Regions from separate parts of the Muntiacus reevesi genome. Here region 2 is linked to region 1. Evidence: chromatin contacts called from public Hi-C data. All regions are on one chromosome and are shown on one strand. The core of a region is the stretch at or near the end of the contact, and the rest is flanking DNA. Distances in the headings are between cores, read along the strand shown. Region 1 holds the start of CCDC25 (coiled-coil domain containing 25). Region 2 holds the start of SMIM27 (small integral membrane protein 27).

Evidence for each region. A called contact is a pair of places that touch in the nucleus more often than the background predicts.
Region 2: a contact with region 1 is called in a Hi-C map of muscle, with 5 times the contacts expected there. The contact joins the promoter of SMIM27 here to the promoter of CCDC25 in region 1. A contact is called at or near these places in 2 of 3 Hi-C or Micro-C datasets (blood and muscle).

The regions. Positions count from the first base shown.
Region 1 is chr17:10,396,068-10,400,765 of mMunRee1.1, forward strand. It overlaps CCDC25 (coiled-coil domain containing 25), which reads left to right and starts at 2,717. Exons shown (of 9, transcript XM_065907885.1): 1 at 2,717-2,828. The coding sequence starts at 2,801.
Region 2 is chr17:10,828,860-10,833,557 of mMunRee1.1, forward strand. It overlaps SMIM27 (small integral membrane protein 27), which reads right to left and starts at 2,422. Exons shown (of 2, transcript XM_065908435.1): 1 at 2,238-2,422; 2 at 1,197-1,921. The coding sequence starts at 2,282. The coding sequence ends at 1,799. It overlaps TOPORS (TOP1 binding arginine/serine rich protein, E3 ubiquitin ligase), which reads left to right and starts at 2,023. Exons shown (of 3, transcript XM_065908429.1): 1 at 2,023-2,283; 2 at 3,923-4,117. The coding sequence starts at 2,281. It overlaps NDUFB6 (NADH:ubiquinone oxidoreductase subunit B6), which reads left to right. Exons shown (of 4, transcript XM_065908434.1): 4 at 894-1,064. The coding sequence ends at 962.

The DNA.
Region 1 (4,698 bases), core at 1,467-3,966:
CTGGAGGCCTTACCTAGGTGCATTCTGGGAGTTGTAGTTTTCCGCAGAACGACGGCGTTCCCTGTTACTCGATATATTGAGGTCACTTGCTGTTAAGATTTTTTTTTTTTATAGCAGCGTAAGAGTCTCAAGTTATTTTTCACATTTGGCGCTATAATGTTGGTGATCTGGTCGCTAAGTCGTATCCGACTCTTACGACTCGATGGACTGTAGCCTGCCAGACTTCTCTGTCCATGGGATTTTTCCAGGCAAGAATACTGGAGTGGGTTACCATTTCCTTCTCCAGGGGATCTTCCCGACCCAGGAATCCAACCCAGGTCTCCTTCATTGCAGGCAGATTCTTTACCGACTGCGGTACGGTTACTCTTTTTTCCTAGAGATGTTAGGTGAAGCAATCTTTTTTTCAAGTTAAATAAAAAATTAAATCACGGCAGTAACATCTACGTTCCAGGCATTCATGCACGTTTTAGTGTTTTATTTCACTCACCACAGTCTACGGGATATGTACCATCATTCCCATTTTATAGAAAATAAAACTGAGGGCCTGAAAACAATTACTTTTCATAGGATAGTGTAGATTCTTGCTTTGGAAAGCCCAAAAGTTCCTAAAGCACTTGTTTGTTATTCAGTTCAGTTCAGTAGCTCAGTCGTGTCTGACTCTTTGTGACCTCATGAATCGCAGCATACCAGGCCTCCATGTCCATCACCAACTCCCGGAGTTTACTCAAACTCATGGCCATGAAGCTGGTGATGCCATCTAGCCATCTCAGCCTCTGTCGTCCCCTTCTCCTCCTGCCCCCAATCCCTCCCAGCATCAGGGTCTTTTCCAACTAGTCAACTCTTTGCATGAGGTGGCCAAAGTATTGGAGTTTCAGCTTCAGCATCAGTCCTTCCAATGAACACCCAGGACTTATCTCCTTCAGGATGGACTGGTTGGATCTCCTTGCAGTTCAAGGGACTCTTAAGAGTCTTCTCCAACACCACAGTTCAAAACCATCAATTTTTCAGCACTCAGCTTTCTTCACAGTCCAACTCACATCCATACATGACCACTGGAAAAACAATAGCCTTGACTAAACGGACCTTTGTTGGCAAAGTAATGTCTCTGCTTTTTAATATGCTATCTAGGTTGGTCATCACTTTCCTTCCAAGGAGTAAGTGTCTTTTAATTTCATGGCTGCAGTCACCATCTGCAGTGATTTTGGAGCCCCCCAAAATAAAGTCTGACACTATTTCCACTGTCTCCCCATCTATTTCCCATGAGGTGATGGGACCAGATGCCATGACCTTAGTTTTCTGAATGTTAAGGTTTAAGCTAACTTTTCCACTCTCCTCTTTCACTTTCATCAAGAGGCTTTTCAGTTCCTCTTCACTTTCTGCCATAAGGGTGATGTCATCTGCATATCTGAGGTTATTGATATTTCTCCCGGCAATCTTGATTCCAGCTTGTGCTTCTTCCAGCCCAGCGTTTCTCATGATGTACTCTGCATATAAGTTAAATAAGCATGGTGACAATATATAGCCTTGACGTACTCCTTTTCCTATTTGGAACCAGTCTGTTGCTCCATGTCCAGTTCTAACTGTTGCTTCCTGACCTGCATATAGGTTTCTCAAGAAGCAGGTCAGGTAGTCTGGTATTCCCATCTCTTTCAGAATTTTCCACAGTTTATTGTGATCAACACAGTCGAAGGCTTTAGTGTAGTCAATAAAGCAGAAATAGATGTTTTTCTGGAACTCTCTTGCTTTTTCGATGATCCAGCAGATATTGGCAATTTGACCTCTGGTTCCTCTGCCTTTTCTAAAACCAGCTTGAACATCTGGAAGTTCTTGGTTCATGTATTGCTGAAGCCTGGCTTGGAGAATTTTGTTATTAGCTACTGTTCTTTGTATACCAGCTCCTAGTATACTCCCTGGCACATTTCTTAGTTCTAAAAAAATTTAGTTAAGTGATGCACTTAACTTCACATAATAAGATAATATAAATAATCAGGTTAAAGCGAAGTGCTGTTGCGAACTGAGTCAGATCATTCCCACTTTACAGCCGGAAGATCTGAGGTTCCCTCAGTCTAGTAGGTAACAGATGGCAGATCTTGGATTTAAAGGTAGAACAGTACAAGTCCAAACGCAGAGAGGCATATTGCCTCCGGTGAAACTCACTTATTCTAGCGTGTTCACCACGTCCTAAACCTTTCACACCTATTAACTTACTAAACCCTGGCAAAATAACCTGTAATTAACCGCTCCATTCATCCTCATTTTGCAGCTAAGTGCAGCAACCTAAAATGCCCAACAAGTGATGGAGCTAGAATGAGAATAGTGGAGGAATTTGGGTTCATTCAAAATTTAATGAGCTTCTATACTAAGTTCCAAGTACCGTGATTAGTTCAGTGAAAGCGCAGCCGTGAAGAAGGCAGGTTTCTACTTTTGAGGAGCCCAGATGCGGGTGAAAAGGGGCAAAGGCAACCAACTTGATGGCCCACAGGGTGTAGGTACTAAAAATAAAGCCAGGCAATGGCATTTTTCTCTTTAGTTTCCCCGCTTCGTTTTCCACCCACCAATCCTCCTTCCTCCATCCTCTTTCCTTTGACCCCCAAGTAAGTAGAGTTTTGAGCGCGCAGACACCTCCTCCACGGCCGAATTGAAGATGGCGCCGGCGACCGGCGTTATGACGCGACCCGACGTCAGCCGGAAGTGCGTGGAGCAGTTCCGGGAAACGCGGCCTCCGCGCTTCCGGCATCCTGAGCTTCCAGGTTTGAATCCTGCTGCTGGGCGCTCTAATTGTCCCACCGCCGCTGGGATCATGGTGTTCTACTTCACCAGTAGTAGCGGTGAGTGGTCGCCGAAACCTTCCGGGTCCCTACCTCGACTGTGGGGCTCCGAAGCCGAGACCTCGAGGCCACCGCTAGCCTGGCCCTTAAGTGCCTTCTCGGCAGTGGGTGCTTCTTCGCTCGTCCTGATGGTCTCTCCACCGTGTCCGTCCCAGTCCTCCCAGTGTGCCTCCTCGTCAGTGCCTGGTTGGCGGGGAGGGAGCGTAGAGGGACCATCCCCTGTGCTCTCTTTGCCTCCGGGCGATCTTCTTTTCCCTCAATCAGAAAGACCTGTCGCTACCTGGCATTAGGCAGTTTGTGGACTTATTCACTACCATCGTGAAGTCTTCTCTTCCCCACCCACCCCCGTAACATTTAATCTTGCTGCTCTCTGGTAAGAAGGGAGACACCTCAACAACTCTACCTTACAGAAAGTGCGCTTTACCCTTCCCGGAAAGGGTTATTGGGTTTGGATGCTACCGAAAGACTCTGGAGTGGCGAGACAGCCACTCATTGGGCAGAGTTAATGTCCCAGATTTTGAAAAGTGACACGATAGTTTCTGATTTGTCTTTGGCAGGCAAGAAAAGGGTGTGTTTAGTTCCCAGAAACTGCAGTGTCTTCGTTTCTCTGCCAATATTTTTCTCTTTGCCTTAAATCAATCCCCCAGTTAGCTGCTTCTCCCCAGAGACAGCTCTCGCCTATCTTTTCCAAATGCCTTTCTTTCCTTGTTCCCACCCCAGGATTGCTTAGGTATATCTCTTGGAGGAATCCCCTTAACACAATGCATACTTTCAGCATTGCACTTATCATATGATGTTAAGCTTTTGTCTACATGAGATAGAGTGTAAGCCCGTTGAGGGCAGGTACAGGACCTCCTTGTTCCACTAGCATAATGCCTGGCTCTTAATAGTAACTCAATAAATACTGAATAAATGAATGCTATTTTTTTGACTAATAGCAAGACTCTATTCTATTGCTACTCTCTGCCTCCTTGGTAAAGGTGAGATTTAAGTGAAACTAACAACATGGTGGTTATGTGGTTTGAACAGGGTGGTACTTGCTCTTTAGATTTGAGAAAGTTGAAGCCCAGGAAAGTTGTAACTCACAGAGCCCCTCCTCTGCTACTCCATCACATTGTCACATCTCATTTTTCTCAATAGTTTAGGCTTCCACAGTGTGCTATAAGCTATTTCTCTGTTTCTGTGTGCTTGGTTTTTTCTTATCCATATTATTAAAATTGCTAGAAACAAAATTCAAACTAGCTTGAAAATCATTATAAGCTCCTAATTGCATTTTTATCTGCTGTCTGTCCTGTTCTGCCCCTCTGTCATAATGTAACCTAAGCATCTTTTTGTAGCTTCTCCACTCACGGGAGTCCTTGACAACATAGTTATCCATACAAGTCCAACAATGGAATGACAAATATAGGCAAGGCATGTTTTGTCTTCCTTTAGTTGCTAACTCATGTCTGACTCTTTGAGACTCTATGGACTATAGCCTGCCAGGCTCCTCTTCCCAGGCAAGAATACTGGGGTAGGTTGCCGTTTCCTTCTCCAGGGGATCTTCCCTGACCCAGAATCTCCCCTGACTCCTGCACTGGCAAGTGGGTTCTTTAGTGAGCCACCTGGGAAGCCCGAGGCAGGACATATAGGTACTAAATGTATTTTACACAGACTACATTATTCTCCTTAAAGCAATTCTAAATTCTTTGAGAGCCAGTCATATACACGGAGATGCCCCTAATAGAGCAGAGGGCTTCAGCTGATTTGTGGGTTATTTTTTTCTCATTGGCTTCCATGGCAGCATCAGAACTGCTTCTTGTCGGAAAAATATTTGGCCTCTTACATCTAATAAATCTACAATTGTGCAACTTTTAAAATTGCAGAGTAA
Region 2 (4,698 bases), core at 1,172-3,671, 430 kb after region 1:
CTCTTGTTTCCATCTCTTAGCCTCCAGCGCCAGTGTCTTGAAGCCAGACTGCTAAGCCAGTGCCATGTAGCTCAATTTTTATTACAGCAGCATTCATACCAGTTCAGGTTATTAATTTCTGTGTCAGGGTAAAGCTAGCTGTGCCAACAGGTTTTCCCCAAAATGCATACTGGTTTACACTAATACAAGTTTGTAGTCCTGAGCAACCAGCACAGGGAACGGCAGGTGGTGATGGGATGATTCTGCCCTTCTCAGCCAATTCATGCACTGTCAGGCTTACGGAATCTGCTATCTTAAACAGAGAGCTGAAATGAAAGCTAAGTACTTTGCCTGAAATTATGCAGCTTGTCATTGGAGGGTTCCAGGATTCACACTACTTGGTTCTAGCTTTAAGTCCCTTCCTGTTCTGCCACACCCACTGTATTTAGGTTTGGAAAGTTGGAGAGACATCTGGACCAGCTGCCTAGGCAAAGTTTGCAGGTCTGTCTCTAATATCTCTTCTGAGCCAAAGAGTAAACTGGTGGCTGCCCACCATATTTAGTTGCTGGGGATACATACCACCTTGTATTGAAGTGAAGCTATTTCCCTATAACTTCTTTCTAGGGCTTCTCCTGTTTCTTGGGGCCAAGCAAATAAAGATCATCCTTCTGTCACTTTGTAAAGACAACTTTCATGTCCTTTGTGGTCGTTTGGTTTGAGTAAAGCTTCCCCTGTTTGTTCCTTATTCCTTAAGATTTTGGATACTGGTTTCTTATCTTTAGACAGCTTCTATTTTACCTATGTCACTTTTAAATGTGAATGCCAGAACTGAGCTAGGTTTTCCAGATGAGCTCGAAGGGGAACTGTTGCCTCTGCTGACAAGATTTATCACTAATGCACCTTTGTTTCTCTAGGGTGATACAATTCTGGAGACTGGAGAAGTAATCCCACCCATGAAAGAATTTCCTGATCAACATCATTGAAGATTACTTTAAAATTTCAAAGGTGTATGAGCCTAAGTTTGTTGCTACATTACCAACTTATTGAAAGTACTTTCTGGAAAAGTAATAAAGTTTACTCACATATGTGCTGTCTGTTTCTTCCCAACCTGTGCCATTCTCTCAGTACAATTTGAGACTGAATTATCTAACAATAAGTAAAAACTGGACAGGCTAAATAAAAATAATATGGTCAGTTACCTACTTTTTCTGGCCATTTTTAACCTGGAAAACAGAATGTAGAAAATTGTTTAGTCACATGATAGTTTTTTCTTATACTGTACTTAATTTAGTTGATGTGAAGGTATACAACAGAATGAAATGTTGCAATAAAAATAAGAACAGAAATTACAGCACACTTTGTTTTAAAGGCTTTCTGGAGACATTTTAAAAGTATTTTAGAAACTCTAGATAAAAAAACTGTCATTTGTTTTGCATTGTTATCCTTCCTCGTGTTTTCTTCAACTCTTTTTGAACTGTAGCTTGCCAGGCTCCTCTGTCCATGGAATTCTCCACGCAAGTATACTGGAGCGAGTTGCCATTTCCCGCTCCAGGGGATCTTCCCCACCTAAGGATGGAAGTGGTGTCTCCCGCGTTAGCAGACAGATTCTTTACAACTGCATCACCTAAGATCCTTGTGCTTTCTTATATGAGAACCTAAAAGACAAACCTCTTGGTATATGAAAAATCGACAGTTAGTGGTTACTATAACGGATGGTATACAAGTGAATTTGGGATCATTATATTAAAGATTTTATTTTAAATCGAGACAAGTATCAGAGGTAAAGAACTGTATATGCATGAAATCAAATCCAGAGGAATTACAAATTTTCGTTCATTCCGAAGATTTTGTCTGGGTATTCCTTGCTTAGTTGTCGTCGTGCAGCTACAGTTGATGCATAGATGACGTATCCCCAGGAGAGCAATACGACCGCGAGGAGCAACTAGGAAATGGAGTAAAAACAACCTTTGAGTGGCACGTCCTCCCGGCCCCCATCAGGTTGCCGCGCACGTTGCTAAGGTGGGGATTTTAGTGACAAACTCGTATAAATGTGGTTCCGGAAGCGAGTTCACTCGGTAGCCCTTACGTAAGAAGCGGAAGACCGTGTCCTCCAGGAAGAGGCGGAGTCGAGGTTAGGGAGTGAAAGGCTTAATTCAAGAATGGATTTTAGAGTTTCTGGGCGCTGAAGATATAGGGGACCTTCCACCCGCGGGCCTCGAGCGTAGACCCCGGGGAGGCCCGCCGAGCCCGGGACCTACCGCGGAATAAATCCGGTCTAGGGTGCGGCGACTCACTGGCTTCATGGTAAGGCGGTAGCAGTGGTTCGCGGGCACGGGCGGAAGCCGCAGGCCCTACGGTAACCTCCGGGGCGGTGGCTGCCGGGCGGCGGCAGCCATCTTTCAGCCGGGCGCTAGCGCCCGCCCACTCGCCTCCCCGCGCGTTTCCCATCAGCCCGGCCGGCCTCTTCCGCCCGGAGCTGGGGGGCGGTGTCACGTGCTCGGGGGCCTACCGCCTTAAGGGGAGGAAGTGAGAGAAACGAGAAAATAACGCTAGAAATGGGTTTATTTTACCGCTGTGAGGGATAGGCTTGACTTGTCACCGGTCGCCTTTCAGTTGTAGACCAGTATTAATGCGAGATAAGGTACCGTCACATGCATTTAGAAGTTTATTTGGAAAAATAACCCACGGTTAAGTATTACGCCGACGTCTAGCACTGAAAGAATTAATGTTTCTAACCGGAATCTGTTCCCACGGTATAGGTAGGTCGCGTATTCACGTTTGATTTAGAGTACAGCCTGCTTTTATATAACTGACGAGTCGTTGTTGGACTCCCTGTTACTGGAGCTTTTCTTAAAAGTTTTTGAGAACGCAATGGCTTGTTGATATCAGATACTTTTAAGAAGAAATAACGTGGCACGAATTACCCGACGTAATGTAGCTGCCAATTAGCAAGTGCTCATCGAGCATTTGTATGCTTAGAACTGTAGCACGGTCAAATATGAAGCCAAAGGATGGGGTTTGGCACGCAGGCCGTTGTACCAAGAATGTTCGGGACGCTTACATTTGAAGCGAAGAATGGGACAACGGGGCCGCGTTAGGCTCCGGATGTTTTGTTTCTGTAATCTCAGATATCACCTAAACAGGGTTTTAATACATATTTCGGAGAGCGGGTAAGGAGAAGACGTTATCTGTTTTGGGAAAATTTCAGTTCCCACTGATTTTAGGTCAGATCCCTGTTCATCTTGACTGGAGTTGATCTCTCAAGATTGATTTGGGATTCCATTCGAATCCTGGTGGTGGCTGTTACCTTTTCAGCCCAAGTCCCCTCCCTTCCGGATAACTCGGTTACTTTATCGAACACCAGAGATAGTTTGAGTAACTTCTCGCAGAATTTGGCGAGGTTTAAATGAGACCACAGCCCTTGTAGCTCAGCTGGTAAAGAATCCGCCTGCAATGCGGGAGACCTGGGTTCGATCCTTGGGTTGGGAAGATCCGCTGAAGGGAAAGGCCGCCCCCTCCAGTATTACGGCCTGACGAATTCCCTGGACTGTATAGTCCATGGGGTCTCGCAAAAAGTCGGACACGACTGAGTGACTTTAACTTTCAGATGAGACCAAGCTAGTTATCGTGTCTTTCAGGTAAGTTAGAAGCGAACTTTAAGATAGTGAGCTTGTAATCCCCAGGTATTACTCGAATTGACGGTACGTTAGCGATTTCGTCCTGAGGGGTTCCCGTCGCTCTCCTTCCAGGAGCGGAGGAAAGTGGGGGAAGGGCTGGACTCGGGCCGAGCCCGCTAAGCCCCGCCCTCAGCGCGGGCGTCCTCTACCGCGCATGCGTCACGCGGGCCGGTGCTGTGTTTTGACGCGCTGGGGGCCGGGAAGTGGGTTTTGGTTTCTGCCCCCGCCCCCCGTCTGCCATTGGTGATGAGAGCTTTACGTCACAGGGGTCGCAGCAGCCGCCGGGGTCTCCGCTGTCTCGCGAGGAGGGTGAAGCGCCCCCGCCTACTCCCGCTTCGGAGGGCCGGCGGAGAAGTCGTAGAGTTCGCCTTCGTGGATCCTGCCGTCACCGACCCAGCCTTCTGGGCCGCCGGGAACTGGCCACAAGCGCCCCAGCCCGGCCTGCGCCGGCATCCTCTGAGGTGAGTGAGGTCGGGAACAATGGGGCGCGGGGGTCGGAAGGGGGCCGGGAGAGCAGGAGCTCCAGCCTGCAGCGAGGCCCAGGGGCGAGAGAGCTGCGGTCCGGGCCTGAGGCGCCGCGGTGAGCCGGCGGGCTAGGCTTCGGGCGAGCGGCTTCTGCGGCGCACCTGTGGATCCGTGCCGGTGGGCGGGGGAGGGCTGCTTTCCGAGACGCGCTCCCCAAAGCGCGAGCCCAGCCGCGTACTGGAAGGAGCTTGGTCTCTGGGTGGGGGGTGGGGGGGACACGACACAAAGCACAAACATTCGAGTCTGTGGTGTCGCTGCTGCAAGAGGTGTGACCTTGGGTGGTCATCTCTGAGCACGTCTGTAAAATGGGAGTAACAGTATTTGAGTTCGTTGGGATTATGTAATGCACGGGGTGCCTGCCTTCGAACCTGGCAGGTGGCAGTTCTCACCCAAAGGAAGCGACTGTCTCTAACTCTGGTAGTTGTCTGTTACACCCCGTGAGCCTGTGACTTCATCCGTCGACTCTGCATCTCGCTTCACGGGCTACTTTGGTAGACTGGAAGAGGGCGGTACTGAG